2 separate regions of the Sus scrofa genome follow, and region 2 is linked to region 1. A link is a contact called in public HiChIP or PLAC-seq data. All regions are on one chromosome and are shown on one strand. Each heading gives the region's core, a stretch centred on a gene start, on an enhancer-like site or on the middle of the called end of the contact. The rest is flanking DNA. Distances are from core to core; before and after follow the strand shown. Region 1 holds the start of UBC (polyubiquitin-C). Region 2 holds the start of RFLNA (refilin-A).

Region 1 (3,769 bases), core at 386-2,885:
GAAATATTCTCTATTTCTATAAATGTGGGGAGGGTGTTTTTAATTTTTACCCTTGAAGCTTTCAATAAATATATAGAAAAAGAGAGAACCGACTAAAAAATACCCTGCTATTAGGAAAAGACTACATTCCTGTTGGAATTATAAACATTATGTTATTTAAATACTGTACTTAAAATGAGAATAAAAACAAAACTATGTTTTCTTTGGCAACCTGTGTCTGTAGGTATTTATGGGAAAGGTCTAAGCAGTATTCAAAACAGACTTTAACTCCTATCGTTTTAAACATTTTCAAAGAGAATGAATTCATTACCAAGAAATGTAAATGAATAATAAAAATAAAATGTCATTTTTCAGTTTAGCAGGAGACCTCAGTGACTTCCAGTAGAGATTTCTGTGAGGGATATTTCTAAATTTCTGAAAAGAGGGTTTAAAGGAACAGAACATCAAAGCTCTGTATAAGGTTTCCTTCTTGAATTCCAGAAAGAAGTTTTCAGAGGAACAAAAAGCTGAGGTTCTTTCTCAGGTGACTAGGCCTGGCTTCAAACCACACCCTGTTTTCTTTTGGCTGTTCTTTCACTGCAGGTCTTATGATTCATGTTGTTTAAAGGCTGAGTCACGAGCTTTGTGACATAGCTTTTTTTTCAAGAGTCCAAAAACTACAGAGAAAAACAGACCTGATTTCAGAGGCAAGGGAAGGTGAAAAGGAGAAAGAGGGGGAGAGGGGGAAGAAGAAAGGCTCCAAGGGTGAGGACTGGGTCCCAGGGCTATCTCCAAAGAGAAAACAATATTCTTAGGCGCTAACAACACTGATGTTGTCTCTAGCAGGAAAATTCTCTACTAGAGAATTTTGGTCTCTAAGTCCAACAGTGGGTTTTGTTGAAGCAAATAGAAATAAACATTTGTCCAAGGGCACTGAAGTGAAAGGGAGGAGGGGGAAGTAAACTCTCAGGGAGGTAGATGCTGTTTCTCTAGAGCAGTGGTTCTCAACCAGGAGCGACTTGGTCCCTTGGTGGACACTTGGCAGTATCTGGAGACATTTTTGCTTGTCACAGCTGTGGTGTTGGGGTTGAGGTGTGCCGCTAAAATCTAGTGGTAGAGGCCAGGGATGTTACTAAACATCCTGCAGTGGCCAGTCCCCCACAAAAACAGAATTACCCAGCCCCCAAAGTCAGCAATGCAATGGGTTGACAAATTCTGCTCTACGGAGGATTTTTGTTGTTTTTGTTAGAGCTGCTTTTCTGTTTGCTGAGAAGGGCTCCCAAAGTCTAAATGTCCCACTTGGATTCGGGGATCGTGTACCAAGTCACGTTCCTACAACCTAAAATCCCTTGACCTAGAATGCAATGTGCTAGAATATGCCAGAAGCAGGATGAGTCATTGGATCCATTTTCAGTTCCTTCCACCCACTGATCCATCCTTTGCAGGTGCCCCAGAAGGGATGGCTTCAGAGCTGGCACCAATGGAAGAGTGACAGAGGCCCAGCAACACGGCAGGATTGGCGGGCAGGCAAGAGCACGTGATGGGCTGAGCTCACAAAGGGCCTGGGTGTTGGGCTGTTGGGGATTGGACTGGAGCCTACCTGTCTGCCTTTCCTCCTTTCCCCAAAGGATTCAGCTCTCCTGAAGGTCACCACCTTGTATGGGACTTAACTCAGCGTCATGAGAGTGTCTACGTAGTGACCAGCAAACATTTTCTTTCCAAGAGAAAGGGTGAAATCTGAGAGCTGGACGGGAAAGGTTTGACTTGCGTCATCATCAGTTATATAACCATAAAAGGGAATCTGCAGCTTAGGAGAGAAAAAATAAAAAGAAGCCCTAGGGACTCTACTCTGTCCGTTTTCCTGCTTACATTTATGTATTTGCATTCTGTGGCAGAACACAAACTGCTCCAGCTTAAAAATAACCCATCTTATCCCCCCGCCAGTCAGGAAGTCAGATTCAGTTCCAGTACCCAAATTTGCCTAACTTAGAAACACTAAGAAATTTTTTAACTCACTGGGGTTTTGTTTTGTTTTTTAATTTGCTGTTTTTAAATTGTGGCAAAATACACATAAAAATGTATCATCTTAACTATTTTTAAGTGTACAGCTCAGTGGCATTAATTATATTGTAGGGGAGGAAAAATAATTTTCCTTTTGGGAATCCTTCTTTTAGCTGAGACCCCTGTAATGAAAGACAGATTAGCAAGAGAAACAAAACAAAAGAAAACAAAAACAATAGTTTAGTAATATGCACACCTTGTGTATATATGGGAGCTACCCTCTGGGGGAAAATGTGTCACTTAAAAAAAAGGCTTTAGAATTTAGGCTTAAATACCATCTTAATAGGAAATTCTCTTAAAGGGAGAGTAAATAATTTTTACTGAGAAAATAGAAGAATAGATGGAGACAAGATAGTTGATGACAAAGTTTGGTGTCAAAGTTTGTCTCTCCTGTTTTAAGAGCCAATCTTCCCTGGTTGGTGAAAACTCCCTTGAGTTTCTTTTGCAAAATCTGTCTGGGCAGATTAGGGGAGTTGAGTGAAAGCCTCACTCTGCATTTGCTGCTTTTCAAGTGACTACACCTCAAAACAATATCAAATTGGGGTATTTGGGTGTCCATCACTGCCATCTGTGTCCACTCTTCGGCTTGCTAGACTGAAATTTTGTACGCATTAAACACTAACTACCCCCACCCCCAGCCCTGGGCAACCACCATTCTATTTTCTGTCTCTATGAATTTGACAAGTTTTTGGTACCTCATATAATGAGTTTTGTTAGTTTGTTTTTTAACTATGAAATAAAATCTAATTATTGAAAACATGTTTTCCAAAGATTCATGACATCTTTTCTAGAAAGTTCTGTCTCCCAGGACAAGCCTTGTTATTTGTTCTGTATGGTATTTTTTTTTTTTTTTTGTCATTGTGCTATCAGAAATACTGAATTATAAGACACAAAGTAAAACAGAAGCACATGATTCATGTTAGGCCTGGTAACTTTAGAATATTTTGTTCTTTTAACACCTTGTTGACATTTAGGGAGAAATAACCTTTACAGAAGTTCCTTACAAAAAAGGAGCTGTCACCAGTGCTCTAGTACCCACTGGTGAATCGTTTCATGAATTTCAGTCCCCCCCCCAAAAAAAAAAGCTGTGTAGAGTCAGATCCCTCTGGCTCTAAGCTGAGATGGTCTTTTTTTTCTTGGCAGTGGTGTATGGAAGTTTAAAAGTACCTGCACCACACAGGATCCTTTACCTACTGGGCCACCAGGGAACTCCTAAAGAGCTTTTTATTTTTATTTATTTATTTGCTTTTTAGGGCTACACCTTCAGCATATGGAAGTTCCCAGGCTGGGGGTCCTATCTGAGCTACAACAGCAGGCCTACACCACAGCCATAGCCACACAGGACCCAAGCCATATCTGTGACCTACACCACAGCTCACAGCAACACTGGATCCCCCACCCACTAAGTGAGGCCAGGGGTGAAACCCGCCTCCTCATCTAGCCAGATTCATTTCCACTGGGCCTTCCCGGGGAACTCCAAGAGCTTTTATTTTTAATGATAAAGTGCAGTGTATAAATACAGATATAAACAGTATGTGCACCACAGCCATTCGTGCAATCATTTGTGACCTGTTGCTGATGAAGCAGGAAGCAAAATCCTGCCTGCCAAGGCTACTGGTTTCCATTTGGGTGGCTCCCTCTGAAAATGGTGGTTACGGACAGCACAAATGAAGGGCGAGGGCAGGTACAGACGCCTGACATTTGAGTGGCGTCTGACGGCCAGGAATGA
Region 2 (3,769 bases), core at 649-3,148, 590 kb before region 1:
AACCTAACCCACCATACCAGGTCGACAGGGATTGAACTTGCTTCCTGGGGCTACAGAGACACCTCCGATCACATTGTGCCAGAGAGGGAACTCCTACTGCAGTGTTTTAAAGATCAAAATTAATGCAAAAAATTCCATGTGATAAAAGTGTCAACATTTTAAATCAAGTCAAGATAACCCTTCAATGAGGCAGCCCTGTGGCCCATGCCTCCCCCAGCACCCCACCAGCCCTTGCTTGATGGTGCTGCCTGCTTCACTTTAATCAGTTCTCATCCAAGGCATTTCTCCAGGGCTGCCCAGCAGTGCAGGCTGTTGAAGCAAGCTCTCTTCTGTGGGTTTGAGTGGGTGAGCATTTGGGGAAAGTGAATCTTACTGTGTTCCTGTTCTGAAAAGCACAGCCCCCCACTTTTGTCCCATGAGATGATCACGAGTTGCCCTGTATTTCTGGTCAAGTAGCTCAACAGCTGAGGAAGCCCTGTCTTGCCTAAGAATTGAAGCAAACGGAGTCCGTTGTTCTGGGGTTTTTTTTTTTTTTTTTTTTTCTTCCCCCAGAATGCTCCAGATATTCAAACTTGTGGTTAATTCTGTTTGGACAGCAGACTTCCATCTTCCTGGTTGATATGGAAATGGGCTGTAAATTCTCCTGATAACACGCCCCTCTCTGGCTCCCCTGAACTCTTAGGAAGCTGGCCCTCCCTTCTGTCCCTTCCTGGAATGTACCTCACTCTCGCTACTGAAAGCACCTTTGTCCTTGCTGTTCCCCCCACCTGGAAGGCTAACTCTCTTTCTTCAGGTCACAGTGTGGCTGCTAAAGATTCATCTTAAAATGTCACCTCCTCAGGAGTTCCCTGGTAGCTCAGCAGGTTAAGGATCCATCATTGTCACTGCTGTGGCTCAGGTCGCTGAAGTGGTTCCGGTTCAATCCCTGGCCTGGGAATGTCTGTATGCCATGGGCACCCCCCCTCCAAAAAAGTCACCTTCTCAGAGCTGGCTTCCATGAAAATCCCATCAATAAATTGTCCCTCGGACCACTGTGGCTTGCAGTGCCTTGTTAATTTCCTCCATGACCCTCACAGCGGTGCTTACTGATGAGTTTACACCCCTCATCAGACTGGGCACCCCAGAGCCAGGCTATCTTATTCCTGGGTGGTTCTGAGGTTGACCCAGGGCTGGGGACACAGTTGGGGCTTCATCAATCCTGACAGAATGCACCTGCTTTAAGGTGGTGCCCTGAGAGCAGACACCAAAGAGAAACCAAACTAGTGTATCTGTCCACACTCTCAAGCCTTCCCCTCTCCTCTGCTCCCTTGGCTGGAATATGAACCTCTCCCACATTCTTGCTTTTTTCAAAACAATCTGCAGGTGCCCCTGGATTCCCGGCTTTCAGAGTGGAAGGGTAGGAGTTCCCCAGTGGCCTAGAGGTTAAGGATCTGGCATTGTCACTGTTGTAGCTTGGGTTTGATCTCTAGCCCAGGTACTTCCCCATGCCACCCATGCAACCAAAGAAAAAAAGAAAGGCTGGATCACCTGGGGGTCGTGGGGGCAGGTGTCTGAATGGGTGAGTGGGTGGGAGCTAGAAATGCAAGGACCTCTTTGTCAGTCTTCAAGAAGCAAATACTTCTCCCTTGGGAGGAAGGAAAGGCTGGGAAAGATGGGTGAGAACTTTGTCAATGAGCAAGAACCTGCTCTGAACAAGCTGGGGAAACAGCCAGATGCTGGAGACCTGAGGAAATGTTTCTTGTCACCTCCTGCAGCCCCATTTCCCCCCAAGGCTTTCCACCCCAAAGGCCCAGTCTGTTGGTGTTGGATAATCCATGGGGGGGGGGGGGGGAGACACAAGTACCCAGGGCCTAGGTGGGTGTCTTAGAAAATAAACCGAGGGGCCCACCGTCCAGCTGTAAAGAGAGGGACTAAGGAAGCAATCTTGAAGCCTGGCGAGCATTTAAGCATCTTGTTTCCACCCCCTCTGTTGTAAGTTACAGATCTTCTAGAGGTTTCTGAAGATTCTTTTACTCCGACTTCAGTGAGCTGGAGGAAACCTCGAATGGCCACATCGGACATTACTGTCAGTACTACTGTTACTTGGGATGACTTGGGGACCCCAAAGTCACCCCTTGGTGCCGCCACTGGGGTATTTATTTATTCCGGACGGTTGCCGGGCTGTGCAGTCCCCCGGGCGCGGGCGGGTGGAGGCGCCGGACGGGGCGGTTGCCCACCGCGCAGCCGGGGGGCGGGGTGGGCCGGGGGTGGGGGGAGGGAGGAGGAGGTGCCTAGAAAAGGAGGCGCGGCCGGGAAGGTGCTGAGAGGGCCCGGCGGCGGCGTGCGCCTCGGGCTGGGCCGGGCCGCGCCGCAGGAGCGCGAAGCGGAGGCGAGGCCGGGCCCGGCGTGGCTGGAGTGCGACCAGTGGCGGCGGGCGGGCGGCAGGCCCGGCGTGGCAGCGCGGCGCGGAGGCCGGCCGAGCGCACGGATCGGGGCGCGGGACCGCCGGCCCCTCCTGGGCGCGGCGCGCACAGCGGGGCCGGCGGAGGAGCCAGGGGTTTGGGGGGCTCCCGGCCTGACGCGCCGCCTCTCGGCTCTGCCCGCAGGTCCCGGGCCCTCAGCCCTTGCCCCGCCGCCGCCTGCCCCGGGCCCCGGAGCGCGGTGGAGGAGCCCCCCAAGGAACCGGGGGCCTGCGCCCCGCGCCCCCCAGACATGGTGGGCCACCTGCATCTGCAGGGCATGGAGGAGAGCCTCAAGGAGAAGAGCCGGGAGGGCTTGCTGGACAGCCCCGACTCCGGGCTGCCCCCCAGCCCCAGCCCCAGCCCGCCCTTCTACTCCCAGGCGCCTGGCATCCTCGACGCCCGCGCGGGGGGCGCCGGCGCCTCCTCGGAGCCCACGGGACCCGGCGAGGTCAGAGCGGTAAGCACGCGCCTTAATTCGGAAAGGCGACCAGGACTAGCCCCCCAGACGGGGTGCCCCTGGGATCCGGGATCGGTTTCCAATCCCCAATCCACCAACAAGAAGATGACCCAGGTGACAACTGCGATCCCCGATGGGGATCAGGGCACATAGGTGGCGGTGGTCCCGCCTGACCTGGGCACCTGGAGACTTGACTCCCAGCTGTGGGCCTCTAAGGAGTGGGTCTTACCGTCAGCAGGAAAAGAGGGAGGGAGCGAGGATTGCCCGAAATTCTCAGAGTTGGCTCCAGGCTAGGTGGGCTGGAACCCCAGGCGGAAACAGTGTACCCAGGTTCCCCGACTAGTCCAAACCCTATTTACTGTTCTCCGGTGCTGCCAACGTGAAAGCCTTTTTTTTTTTTTTTTTTTTTTAACCAAACTCAGGAATGCTTCCGTCCTGAGATGTTGAGGGATGTTGACGTGGAGTTGAGGCGGTGCCTGGGGAAGGCTGGAACCCCAGGTCAGGAGACTCGATATTACCTCTTGTCAGACTTAGTGGGACCTTCAGGTGAACTTAGGGAGGTTGCCCAGCTTGGTGGCTGGGCGGAGAGTGGGTTCTCCCCACCTCCATCCCTTCCCTGGCGGGCAGGAGCCAAGCGGGTGTGATGGGGAACCTTCCGACCACTTGAGGAAAGGACAAGTTGAAATCGGGAGGCTGCCTGTGATCCCAGGGGCATTTCCCCCGCTCTCCAGGCGCCTTAACATCTTTCCTGCTGGGTGAAAAAAAACGAGCACAACTCCAGCCCAATTCCACTTTCATGCCCACCCCCCCCACCCCCCGCCCCACAATGCTCGCCTGGCACTTCACAGGGCAGCAACTGCTTCTTCCACCG

The links. HiChIP or PLAC-seq counts read pairs in DNA pulled down with a chosen protein or histone mark.
Region 2: a contact with region 1 is called in an H3K27ac HiChIP or PLAC-seq map of alveolar macrophages. The contact joins the promoter of RFLNA here to the promoter of UBC in region 1. A contact is called at or near these places in 1 of 5 promoter capture datasets (fetal skeletal muscle) and 1 of 2 datasets of contacts at active chromatin or transcription factors (alveolar macrophages).

The regions. Positions count from the first base shown.
Region 1 is chr14:28,251,723-28,255,491 of Sscrofa11.1, reverse strand. It overlaps UBC (polyubiquitin-C), which reads right to left and starts at 1,635. Exons shown (of 3, transcript XM_021074017.1): 1 at 1,580-1,635.
Region 2 is chr14:28,839,410-28,843,178 of Sscrofa11.1, reverse strand. RFLNA (refilin-A) reads left to right here and starts at 1,898. Exons shown (of 4, transcript XM_021072253.1): 1 at 1,898-2,065; 2 at 2,586-2,898. The coding sequence starts at 2,692.